2 separate regions of the Anser cygnoides genome follow, and region 1 is linked to region 2. The links are chromatin contacts, called in public Hi-C maps. All regions are on one chromosome and are shown on one strand. The core of a region is the stretch at or near the end of the contact, and the rest is flanking DNA. Distances in the headings are between cores, read along the strand shown. Region 1 has its middle 51 kb from the start of PXDC1. Region 2 holds the start of NQO2 (N-ribosyldihydronicotinamide:quinone dehydrogenase 2).

Evidence for each region. Hi-C and Micro-C count contacts between places; a contact is called where the count stands out from the background.
Region 1: a Hi-C map of liver shows a contact between it and region 2, with 2.2 times the contacts expected there. The contact joins the enhancer-like site here to the promoter of NQO2 in region 2. A contact is called at or near these places in 2 of 7 Hi-C or Micro-C datasets (granulosa cells and liver).

What each region holds. Positions count from the first base shown.
Region 1 is chr2:84,707,291-84,714,318 of Taihu_goose_T2T_genome, forward strand. No RefSeq gene overlaps it. Among named protein-coding and RNA genes, the nearest start is that of PXDC1, 51 kb to the right of the region's middle. Within about 2 kb of position 2,396, at least 2 of the 3 cell types and tissues checked have open chromatin away from gene starts, as enhancers often do. A contact at or near this core is called in liver, where this site is marked.
Region 2 is chr2:84,453,542-84,459,741 of Taihu_goose_T2T_genome, forward strand. NQO2 (N-ribosyldihydronicotinamide:quinone dehydrogenase 2) reads left to right here and starts at 4,744. Exons shown (of 7, transcript XM_013193576.3): 1 at 4,744-5,042; 2 at 5,513-5,565. The coding sequence starts at 5,559.

The DNA.
Region 1 (7,028 bases), core at 1,146-3,645, 250 kb after region 2:
TGTCTGCTCTGGTGATTTGAAAACACAAGAGCTCACCAGCCCCAGGGGAGCCTGTGTTGGCCATGTCAATACCCTCATTCCTAACTCCTGAATCACGGTGGGAGCAATGAGATTAGCCAAACGGACCAGAGATGATTCATACAGCTCTTGTACCTGCAGGGGCACATACCCATGCACCATTTTCCCTAACCATTACTACCCTTGTCCTTCTGCTCCCTTTTTCCCTCTTGTTTTTAAGATTTCCTTATTGTGTCTGGTCCAAGCAGACTGCAAGTGCTGGCCCTCTACGTGCAGTTGTGGGCCTCTGGGCTGTCTCACAACACATTATAATCAATGACTAAGAACCTTGCAGTAGCGTAGCCTTTTCCTTGCTAGGGAAAACTCTCCCCTATCTGAACAGTGAGTAGTTTGGAGCACTACTCAGCCACAAATCCAAGTCAAGCCAAGCAGATTTTACTCCCACTGCCTCAATGATTGACAGAGATGTCTATCAGAAGATATTTGAGAGGCAGCTATTTCAAAACACAAAGGTGACACATGCACTGAGCGTTTTTGACATAAATAAGATGTCATTACAATACTTTCTTCCATGCAATGATAAATACCACTTAAGATTATTAACTTCGCAGTATCGCCATCGGTATAGGAGAAAATCCAGGGCGTTTCCACAAAAAACACGATGCACTGCCAGTGTTCTGCAGCCAGGGATTGCTTTGTTTCTGCTGGGTTTCATAATTAAAGTAAGGAGAAGATAAAGGACTTTCCTTTGAGGCTTGCAAGCTCCTAATGAGAGTTGCAGAGAGAGATAGAGTCTGCTGCCTTTCTTGAACAAACAGTCTCTGTCTGTGCAATGTGTACACAGCTCAGTGAATTTACTGAGAGTGAGCTGGGAATACACCGCACTGCTTCCCACCCAATGCACTAACTCCTCAAACTGGAGCCCACCCTACCACACAGTAATTTAGGAAGAAGGGCCAGGCCAACATGCTGCAGTTATAAGAGAGGCATTTTCACTTACTGTAGGTGAAGTTAATACTGCTCTCTGAGAGCAACTTTACATAAGCCAGAAAGCTCCAAACCCTCATAGCACAGGCAGAATGAGGGCAAGCTACCCTGACTCTCACTCCTTCCTTGACCTAGGAGAAATTAATCTTTATGTCCCATACATCATCGAGCTCCTTGCCAAGAGGGCTGCCAAAGGTGCCGGTAGTGCTGACCACTGCATGATACGGATGTCTAACCATCTAAAAGAGCTCTCAGCACTATGTGCTAGCTGAGGAGACAGCTGGGCACACAGTTGGTGCTGTGAAGTGCAATCCTGAGGTGCAGGAGCCCAGTGAGCTGCATTTTGGGTGCTGCCACACGGAGCTGAGCATGGGCAGACTGAGGGTGGGTGCAGTCCCATGGCCAGGCTCGTCAGCTTGTATCGGGGAGCAGGCTGGGATGTTCTCTGCAGACAGATATTGTGCCCATTAAACCACATTAAACCACACCTTGTTTACACTTGCACACGTCAGTGAACAGCTGTTCCCTCTGCCATTAACATTCAAGATCATGTTGTGAAACCAATGCATCTGGGCACCTAAGGAAATGTTATCTGAGCTATTGTCTCCAAAGATGCTACAAGTTATGCAACCTGTGCTCTCATTATCACCATCTTAAAGCATTTGCTTATGTCTTCTGTCTTACCACAGCTCTCCTTGAAATGTTATCAACTTTGAGAAAACACCACTATGCGTGGCACAACCCTCGTGACCTCAGATGGGGACAGTGGAGTAGAACAATGCACACCCAGGCTGCTATTTCTTAGGCTGGGGTTTAAAAATCATTAATACTGAACCTGTGCCCAGCGAAAGTCTGATCCAGATTAGACACACATTTGTCAGAAGGACGTAGTGCACACAGTATGGAACTCTTACGCATTATTCTTACACATATAGCTAGACCCAGAAGCATCCATCCAGGTGGTACAGATAAACAATAATTGATGTACCAGAGCCTGCTGAAAAATAGGTGATGCACTGACATGTTTTCAAGAAATCTGAACTGACAGAAAGTAATTATACTGTACCGGCAGTTTGTCTCGGGTGGTTGTAACATTTTTGATCCTGTTTAAGGAATATCTTTGGGTCTTCCCAGTGACAGCAGAAGAAATGATGATGGCCTGCTGAGGCACAGACACAGTTCCCCTAGCAAAGCAGATCCAGGTATAAACACAGGCCTCTGATGCTTCTCCCCAGGTACTGGCTTGCTACCCTCGCCCTGACTGACCACAAAACCTCCCAGCCCCAATGACTGGTTTACAGAAAATAGTTCCCACCAGTTTAACTACAACCCGTTATTAAACTGATTCAGTTAATCCTTCAGAGACTCCTTTGGGGACACAGCTAAATTCATTTATAGCAGTTATGGCTTAGAGTAATTTACCTTTCGGCTGGTAAGTTAATTGTGATATCAATTTATAACTTAGCTTGATAGTTTATTAGCTTAAAACTAAGACATCAGCTATCAGTCAACGTACTGTGTTTCCAACTGTGCTTTCAGGTGATGTTTTCAGTAATTGATTACGGTTAAGTCAGTTAAACTATTTGTGCAGGTCAGCCCCAAATCCCCTGTCCCAGTTACATGCTCTTTGCTTTCAAGCATTGAGCAACACACAAGTGAATGACCTGCCTGTCCTCTGGGAAAAAACGGGTAGCACAAACAGGGCTCGACCCATTTTTAAACAACAGGTCAACAGGCAGGAAATGTGTTGAGGAGTCAGAGAGGAATGGCATCAATGAAACATTTGACTTACAGGCTTTCCTTCCAGCCCACGGCTCCTCAGAGACCCCCAGCTTTAGGCAGAGCATTAACAAGCACTGGGTTTCACATGCATGCTTTTTACTATGCTCATCCCAGTCACTAATGAGGGCCTTATCTGTGTGGTGCAACTATCCCCTAGGACAAGACTATTAGTTGCTCTTAGGATACACAGACAGGCTCATGTTTTCAAAAGCTTGGAGCTGGCAACGCTGAAAATGTCTGGAAACAAAAGAGGTTCAACTAGAAGCATGTTCTCCTGTTACAGTAATTGTCCCAAGTGGGTTTTCTCCTGACCAGCACCTTCAGATCAATTAGGTATGAAAACTAAGTATATCAGTAGAATTAAGTTAATAAAATGGAATAACATTAATGAAATATATTTGTTCATATTTCTGGGATGGGAAAAAAACAGCGGGGAGGAAAATTTCTGTGCCATCACCCAAAAAATAAGAGGCATTGAAGAGCCCTGCTTGCTTTCATCTGACAATGACCTGCTTCAGACTCAGCAGGTGAAATACTGGCAGCCCATTTTAGGGGGCAGGTGCCCCAGGACAGGCAGAGGCCACTGTAGTGCCTGGGACCAGGCTGCTGCAGGGCAGCCGGATCACCACTTACACCCCACAGCTGCAGCTAGGACACGGGGCAAGGAGCCAAGCAGCTCTTGGAGCAGCTTTGCCTTACAGTCCTGTTCCTCGCTGGTGGAGGCAGGAAGCGAGGACAAGGTGATTAAAGCAGAGAGGCAGGTGATTAAAGGTGATTAAAGAGCCAGGGCTGGGCTGCAGAGCACAGCACTGCACCGTGCACTGAAGTCCTCACTTTTGTTTTGGCTTCATTTCTTCTCAGAGCTGAAGTTAGCTTCTCTTTTCCTGGGCTTGACATCTTCCCAGTGTTCTTTGGGCAGCCTGTGTCATCTGAGCAGAGGTCATCAGCTTCACTGGTGGTTTTTGCCTACCAGTGCATTAGTACTGCTTGACATGGCAGTTTCAAGAGAGCAATTGATATTAACCTATTACTTTTCTTTTTTTTAAAAAAAAAAAATAAAACTTTCAATATGCTGCTCAATAGCAATAAACTGTCTATAAAATAGGAAAAGATCCTTATCATCTACCCACACAATGCCAGCCTGTGTTGCTGAAGCCTGTGTTTCTTCCTCCTTATCTGGTTCAAGGCAGCAAAGCAGGAACTGCCTGGACATAAACCCACTCCTTTCTCAGGCCACCCACTCCCGCATGGCACTCAACATCTCTACACGGTCACGAAGGCCTGAGGGATGGTCCCGTGCCCATCCATATTGGCCATCCAATACCTCTCAAAGTCAATTCAGACAAAGAAGCAAAACCACCCTTTTTCAGATTCATCTGGCAGCTCTTCAGTGGGAGCATGTGAGATGTCTCAAGGCTGGGGCTGGACTTGTTTTCAAGCTTTGCAGCCATTTATTTCATCCATGACTTTTCATAGTAAAAATACTCAAACAATCCCCACAAATGAGCCTCCACACTCTTGCCCTCTAATTATATCCACAGCATTCCCTTTTGCAGCCAAACCCTCCCACATCCTTAAGCAAACACGCTGACACCCAGGCAAGCCTTACACAGCACCATGGAGAAATCCCTCACCATGCTGAGCTTCCCTTCTGCAGCCAAAACCTGCTGGGCACACCTCAGTGCCACAACCCCACTCACGGCTGGCTAATATTAGGGCTATTTACTCTGTTGGTATAAAATTATTAAACCAGGGGCAGATGAACCTCAGCTTTGCTGTCTCTATCATGCCCTTTGCTCACCCTGAATGCCTGTGGAGGCTGCTGTCACCAGCCATGCACCGCTGCACTGTTTTTTCTGAGACAGGGAGCATCTCAGCTCCTTCCCACCCGCTTTACTCACATGAGCAATGTACCCCAAATAAACTGGGTGGAAGGGAGAATAGGTGATCCTGGTGTAAGGCACTTGTGCACACTTACGTAGTAAAAAGCAAGTAACTCTGTGCTGAACTTGATGGTGCAAATCACTTTAAGGCAGTGCAGGAAGAAGGAGAAAGGGGCATTTTTCTCCGTGCAAACGGGCTGGTAGAAGAGCTGTTTGCAAGGACTCCATGCTCAAGTCCCCAGAGGAAAGCCACCAAGCAGGGCTAGTGAGATCTCAGTGGTTTTCCGTTGGAGACAGACAAAATTTCTTCTTGAAACACCATCAGAGCATTTGACCAGCTTTGAGCAATTCTTGCAGCCTAACCCATGAGACCACGATTTACAGAGGCTTTTCTTTACCTCTTGAACAAATAGCAAGAGGCAGTCCCTGAGCAGTTCGGTATCCTGCAGGTCTGCTTGGTATCCACATGTGTTAGGCACAAAGAATACAAAGCATCAGGGAAAGCAGCAAGCATCAAAAACTGCTTCCTGAGGCTCCAAAATGGAGACAGAAAAACTGACACTACTGGAAGGGTATTTCACAGTGGGGGCAGCAGGGCTGGAGGGTGCAGGTAATGCTGAGCCATGTGGGACAAGGCACAGGACACGGTGCAGTGGCTCCCCTCAAAGCATGGTGCTTTGAGCTGTGCTCTCAGGGTATTGCCCACCACAGCACCCTATTAGCAGCACCACGGGATTACCTAAACACCATTTCAGGCCCAGTGGCCTTTCATGCAATGGCTGGTTTCTGTCATGAAGAGAGGTGACCTTGGTTTCCAACCCTATAAAAATGTTGACCACTAACGATCCAAAACCAGCATGTGTGATGGGTTTTCCAGTTCAGAAGATCTTAGTTTACTATATTAAAGATTTAAACAAAGTGCAAAAAATGGGAAAATGGCTATTATAGTTACAACTTCATGAGCTTGCAGGAGGCTTGGTTCTGGGTCTGTTTTCTTCTGTCAAAGAAGTTGCTGCCTTTAACCCAAAGAAAAAAAAACATTATTCCTTATCCAAAGAAAGTCTCAGCTGCCACCCAGTGGAATTAGGAATCTCTGCATTATACCAGTGGCTCGTATTGCTACCTCCTCACTCCTCCCAGGCTACGAAGTTTTACTGCCCAACAGTAAGGCTTGGCTTGTTTGCAGTACTGCTAGCCTAGAGATCGTTTAGTACAATGAAGTATTACCACTTCCATTTATCACAGGGGAAACTGAGGCACAAGAGCCAAATGGTCTCCCCAGTCACACTGCAGGCCAGGAACAAAGCTAAGGCTAGCCCATGTCTCTCCCTAATAGATACCCTAAACACAGGTGGATGCTGAGCCAAAGAGGATCCTACTGTATTAGGGTGGGAAGCAGGGGGGATATTGCAGAGCAAGGGGAGAGATGGGTACACAATGGGATCTGGAAATGGGGTTAAGGTTGTTACTTAACCCAGGCAACTAGTTGAGCAATTTATCTTCGTGGTCTTCTGCATTTTCTTATAAGTAAAACAAGCAAGCAGTCTGGTTTTAAGAGATGCCTGCAGGGATGTTGCCAGCTGTCACCAGTTATTTTTCACTCTAGGAGAGCATGCTCCATTACTGCAAGAAAGATTTTGACATATGGTAGGCTCTAGAGGGGAAAGACAGAGCTGTCTGTACAGCTGGCAGTGCAATTCTCTGCAATAAGTGGGGAGCCAAAAAGTCTGAGGTACGAAGAGTGAAGAGAAAGTGCTATACAGAGGCATGCACAGCCCTAACCAAAGTGTGAGCAGAAACTGTCCTCGTATCAGGCTTTGACCACTTTAAGTGCAATGGGAACATGACCTACCTCTCAGGTCTTACAGGGGGCCTCAAGTCCAGCAACCCCTCCTCCGTCCACACACAGCACAGACTTTAAACCTCTATGAGCCTTTTCAGTGAGAGAAAATTAGAATAGCTGGAATATTTCTTCCCCATCCTACGCAAGCACATTTCTGAGCTGCAGCCCTGTGTATAGCAGGGACAGGACCCAGTAAATGCCACGCACGGGGATGGGTGGAAGGATCCTAGAAATTGGCAGTGGCAGCATGAGGGGCATTTATTTCTGAAGACAGTGTGTATGTGTGCACATGCATATATATGTTGCTTGGAAGATGAAGAATGTCACATTCACGGGAGACCCAGATTCCGGCAAAGGCAGCTCTCAGCTATTTGCAAAGTTTGACCTCCTCTGACCTAACGTACAATGGCAGATATATATATATAAGCAGGTTATTTCTCAGAAGAGGAACACTTTGTGCCTTCTGCTATCCTCCCAAACAGCACTCAGCAAACAATCATCATCAGGAAGAAGTA
Region 2 (6,200 bases), core at 3,494-5,993:
CCTCAGTGCACTAGTGAAATAGGAAAATCTCTCATCTCTTTACCCCTCGATGTTAGATAGGTTTTATGCACTTGGAGAACCTGGTTTTTTATATATCCCTGACTACAGCTGTCACTCAAAAGGCTGTGGGAGTCCAGGTCTTCTGAAACTCACAGGGGAGGATTGTATTTATCTCCCTGTAGCCACCTAGATGTTGGATGCCTGTGTAAGTCAAGCAGTGATTCTCCTTCTACTCGCATCAAAGGTAAGTGAAAGGAGTTGCACCTGAAGATGATGAATTCATCTATAGAGAGAGTTTAGAGAAGAAGCCCTAAATTTCACGTGGCTAAAATTAGGAAAGAAGAATCCTACCTGCATGCCTACCTATGTGGAGAGCAGTTATGTGGGTTTGGGGTAGAGTGAGAAGACAGAGGCAGACTGTAATCCCTTACATCATAACATTTTCACCACTACAGAATCTTTGAAGTGGCTTCCTAAACCAATCACAGTACTTTGATGCCCTGTCACTGTTCAAAGGGACCATTACAGGTTCAGGACATTTAGTTATCTGAAGGGATATCCAATGGCCAATTATTTCAAGTCAGGAACTAGTTCTCTCTAGTTCCTAGCTGGGTAATATACATCTTATGACCAAGGGCATTTTTTATTAGTAAATTCAGTAACTTCAGAACAATATTATCAGTAGATATTTAGTATGGAAAATTGAATACAAAAGCTTCTCAGCAAAACAGAGAATTTTAAAACAGCTTGTACAAAACGGAGCTTTGTTTATGTGCAGAATATAGCTGTGTGTCTTAAAATTAGTGATTGCTCATGGGACATCACTGGTAACAATTCAAGAAATTATTAATGGCCTCATTAGGAGAGCAGATGGTTTCAAAGAAGCATAAAACACCTGGGAACTAAACTGCAGGTAGAAATTTGTCCAAATACCATTTGCAGAATACCATTTGACAGCTCAAGGCTATCCAAATCATCACTCTACCTGTGAACTACTGAAGGAAGAGGAGGAAAATAGTTTGTGGATAGCATGACCTTGTATCTCATCATAGGAAAGGAAGAACACAGTGGAATATGTCCCTATCCTGGGAAAGAAAGTCAGGAATCAACTTCTGATGAAGAGAGTCATATGAATGATTCTTCCCTTTTTTAGTTCCATGGCCCGTTTTTTTTTTTCTTTTTTTTTTTTCTAGCAGATAAAAGCAAGCTGTCAAATCAGCCTCATTACTGACTAAAAGATTTTCTTGACCAGTATTTGGCAAGGTTTGGCCTCTGAAAACCACCAAAGTCCACACTGAGCTCTTGAATCCATTTCACTACTAATCTCCCCATAATTGATCATCTTCCCGCTACGGCTACTTTCCTGCCTTCCTCATACTTTCTATTTTCTTGGATACTTTATTTTCAATTATTTTTCATCTCTCAGTCTTGCTTTGTGATGTTATGGTTATTCATCTGAGTGAACTCCATGCCTATGGAAGACTTCCAATAGAATAGCACTAGAAGTACAACAACAGAATTATCTGAAAGGGGAACTAAAATATATTTTAAAATGAAATGGAAAAAGATAGGGCTAGTATTCGATGGAAGTTCTTGAATTAAGGCTACCTGCCCAAGATATCCAGGTACAGTGTCTTATGTTTCCATTTTCTTCATAACTATTTACCTTGACATGAAACAGTTTCCTATTTATAGTAACTTTCTCTTTTCCTTCAGTTAATGCTGACTGTGTTTCTTTGTAGCAGAAATGAATGAGTCCTCAGAGAGGAACTGTGACAAAGCTACTAATTTTCTTTCTAGGCCAGATATTTAAAAAAAAAAAAAAAAAAAGTTAAAATCATATAAATGACATTTAGGCAAAAATGAAACTCCTGAGTTCAGACGAGCTACTCTCAAAACTCCCACCCAGCTGATGCCTCACCTTAGGTAAAGAAAGCATAGGTTTTTTTCTTTTATATAGCGTAATAGGAGTTATGTGTCCACCTAACAGCTGTTGCATGTTTTAGCAATTCTTGACACAGGGACTGGAGCCTTCATGTTTCAAGGTCATGCTGGTGACTACAAAATTATGCCTACGTTTGTTCTGTTTCTTCACCAAAACCTAAGGTATTTTTTCTGCAGTGAACCACCTTCAGCAGGATCTGATGACAGACCACCAGAGTGTTCTGGACTCTGCTCAGGAGACCAGACGATTCATAATTATTTTCAGTCTCTTCAAATCTTAAGAGACGCTCATGGGACACAAAGAAACCTGGCCTAACATTTAAAATAAGGGCCTCTGAGTTGACTGCCACCAACCAGGAGTAAAGCTGTCTAATAATGACAGATAATTCCATGTAAGCATCAGCTCAGCACTTGGTAGCCATCAAGAAAGCAAATTTTATGGTGATAGTTTTTAGGATCAGAGAGCAGAAGAGAGAAAATCGTTACACAACCAGGTAAATCCAAGGTGCCTCCATACTGTAAATGTCATCTGTAGATCTGGTTCCCTCATTTCAAGAAATGATACAGCAGAACTGGAAAAGGGCAGAGAAGAGCAATGAGAATGACTGAAAGTAGAGAAGACTTTCCAAACAAAGAGCACCTGAAGAACACTCTTCTATCTGGAAAAGAGGTAATCTGGGAGGCACACGGTACAAGTCCATAAAATCACCTTTGGACAGAGGAGACAAGCACAGATGGATAGTTGTTCTTTTGTCACACCCAATACAAGAACCAAAGGGCATCAAACAAAGCTGGTAGGAATCAGATGCGAAATAGCCAAAAGGGGTTGTTCCTCACATAGCAGAAAATAAGTCTGTGGAAGTCCTTGCCAGGGACATTGCACAATTGGCACGGATTCACAGGGAGATTGGGCAAAGTATCTTGTGCAGAGAGGCAAACTGGAGGTTACCATACAAACTACATGTTCAGGTCTGAGACGAAGATAGCTGCAGTCTGAGAGAGCAGTGGGGTGAATATCCTACATGCTTACTCTGCTTTTACTCTTTCATAGCCAGATACTTGTGAGCAGGGTTGAAGAGAGGATACTAGGTGGAATGAACCCTTGGTCTGAATCTCTGCTGTCATTTTTATTTTCTCATGTCCTCTGTCTTGTGTTAAAGACAAAAACAATCTGTGCCAATCAATAGTCAGTGAGGTTGTAAACATTCAAATTTCTTATGAAGTATAACTCACTCAGTCAATGCTCATGGATGGCTGAGAGGGAGAGGAGAATTTTCTTCCAGTTTAGTCACAGCTACTTTTTCTCATTGCTAATTAGCAATTAACTCCTTAGAGAGAAAAAATGTTAACAGGTAAAGAAAAAATCTTATTGTAAGGGAGGACTGGAGAGAGTAATAGAAAATGCAGAAAGGAAGAAAGGAAGAAAGGAGAAAAAAAAGAGGATTAAGAAACACTCCCAACCTACAAAACGAAATTCTCATTGCAGAGGTGCATTGTCCTGTGAGGGTGTTTGAGCTACAGTAACACTTTCCTGAGTGCTAAGTAACTTTAAAAATGGAGGAGTAAAAGAGGGTGAAGGAGGCTACAAGAAGCTCCACTCTGTCCTACAGAGTTGCCCAAAATGCAAAAATACATGGATTCCCCAAATCACCCTGAACTTTCTCTTGAGAGCTCTGATAAATGTGCTGATGTGATTGCTAAGAAATAGCTGAATCTGGCTTCTGAAATCCTTATAAGGAGCCTTGTCCAAAGACAAACAGGAAATTGAAAGTATTTTATTTTTAATTTTATAAAATTATTAGAGATAAGTCCAACAAAATTTGAGAAGAATGGATTTCAGGGTATATTAGGAATTAACATGGGAACTAGTCATGTAAACTTTTACAGCCTTACCAAGGAATAAGGTGGGTTTTTTTGTTTGTTTACCTCTACAATGAGATCACTGGCTTTTAGGCTTATGTGAAGAAATACTTAATGGTTTTACGCTCTACAAATTCATAAACTTCTCAAAGCTGAAACTACAGCTCACCTACAGTGGTGCAATATCTGCCATTCAAAAGCCTATTATTTACCAGGTAGTAAAATATCTTTCTTCGTATAGATCTGTGAAATATTTTAACATACATGTTCATCCATCTGATGCATCACAAATGTGCTCCCTGAAGTACAGGCACAGTGTAATTTTTTTATTTTTTTTTCTTTGCTATTGTGCTTTGTAATTTTTTTCTTTGCTATTTCTGTGAGTTATTATATTATATGGTATGTCAAACAATGTTGTCTAGGTACAGTATGTAAACTACTAGCATTTTTCCTTTAGTTTCCCTTGTCTTACCATAAGTAGACTTTATGCTTAGGGGGCGAGGGGGGGTGAAGGACAATAAATATTTTTGGCTTGGCCATTGATATGAGATATAAAATATATATACATATATAAAGATATATAAAATAAAAAACTTACAGTCTTTGGGCTACAGCCATTTCAGCTTCTTTCTTAGCTTTTGCCCAGTCTTCACAAAAGTGAATTCTACTTGCTAACAGCATACAAACAGCCCTGAGCTGTTGAAACACTGTTTTATCAGATCATCTCATTACTTCTGTTACCAGAGGGGACAAAAAGACAAAAATAAATCATCCTACCTGAGAGAAAGTAAATTGAACCTGTGTTTCTTGAGTCCCTGTCTGGTTCTTTACCACGCTGCTTCCCACATAAGCAGGAGAGCGTCACCAAGCAGAATTTGGGCTCTAGTTTTATATTCAGCATACTGACTGTTGCTGAGCAACTGCTGTAGCCCCAGTTTCCGCCAGGGTCACTTCCCATTTCTGGACACCGCTGTCCCCAGTGCCAGCAGCACTGTGCGCTTCTCCCGGAGAAGCCGGGGAGACGGCTGAGGGCTTTGTGTCTCCCCTAACGCAGCACCACGGAGCACAGCTGGTGGAAAACACCAGCAGGGCAAGGTTTGCACGGAGGTTTTTCTGCACACCCGCTGCGAGAGGACGCGGGTGGTAGCCCTGCCACTTACTGCTCGGTGCCAGGGGCCCGATCAGCTGCTGTCCGCCCCGGCTTCTCCAGTCCGAACCGAGCCCCAGCACCGCTGCGGGTAAAGGCCCAGGGGGAAGCAGGGGGGGCCGCGGCACTCCCCCGGATGGGTGGCACGGGAGACAGGGGGGCCAGTGGGCCTGACATTGGTTTTTAGAGGAAAAGAGGAAAAAACAAGCGCGCTCTCTGCCTTTCCTCTGGGGAAGCTTTGGGGAGTGACGCAGCACGTCCACGTTAACCGAGCGGGGAGCTGCGCTTTGCTAAGTGCAGCAACAACTGCTCCACCGGGCACTCGGTGGCCTCTGCCAAGAGCTGAACATGAGGTGACGTGCTCGCTCAGCGGCGGTCAGCCAGCTCAGCAACATTTGCCAAAGGAGCACGCGTACGGCCTGCCCGCCCTCCCGCAGGCCTACAGCCCCTTCGGCACCACACAGCACGGCGCTCCCAGCCGGGTGGTACCGCGCCGGCGGCTGTCCGTGCACCTGCTCGCGGTGCTTCTCACACGGACAAATCTGTCATTTGAGTTTACAGGCCGTGCCGGATTCTCAGGACAGAAGCGACTGAGTGCTGCTGGAAAATGGCAGGTAAGAAAAAATACTAATAAGGATGCTATTCGCTTAGGTCCTGGGCACGCTGCTATATGGAATGCCTGTAGTGTTTACTTGTGATACTAAAGTTGTTTTGTTTCTTTTTTTTTTTTTTTCCAAATCACCACAATTTCTTCAGTAAAGCATGCATTTGAAATCTCTAATCTCTCCACTGTTAGAGTGCCCTCAACTCCACTGCAAGGGGAACAAACTAGCAGCTTGCAGAATTAATCCTATGGCATCTCTGAGCTCGTCATCTCCAGCCACTGAACCACTTATTTGCTGAGAGCTAGCAAGAACAGCAAAAAGGTAACTGCTCTTACAAGGAGTGAGCGAGCAGTGGTTTAAGTAGTTTATACACTTGTTAAATTTGTGGTAGCATCTAACCACAAATTGTAGTAGACTTCTAGCAAAGCTAGTATTTCATGCAGGATGCCAAGCACACTGTAGAAATTACTACCTCTTAAAATTTATGTTAAAAAAATAGGCTTTGTTTTTTCAAGCCTTCAGCACTGGTTCTTGTATCTCTGACACCCCAAACCTACCTGCTGCCCTGGTGGTGATCTGGGGCATACAGCTTGTGTCCACTGAATTCAGGAGATACCTGTTACAGATTGGCAGATAGGAACCAA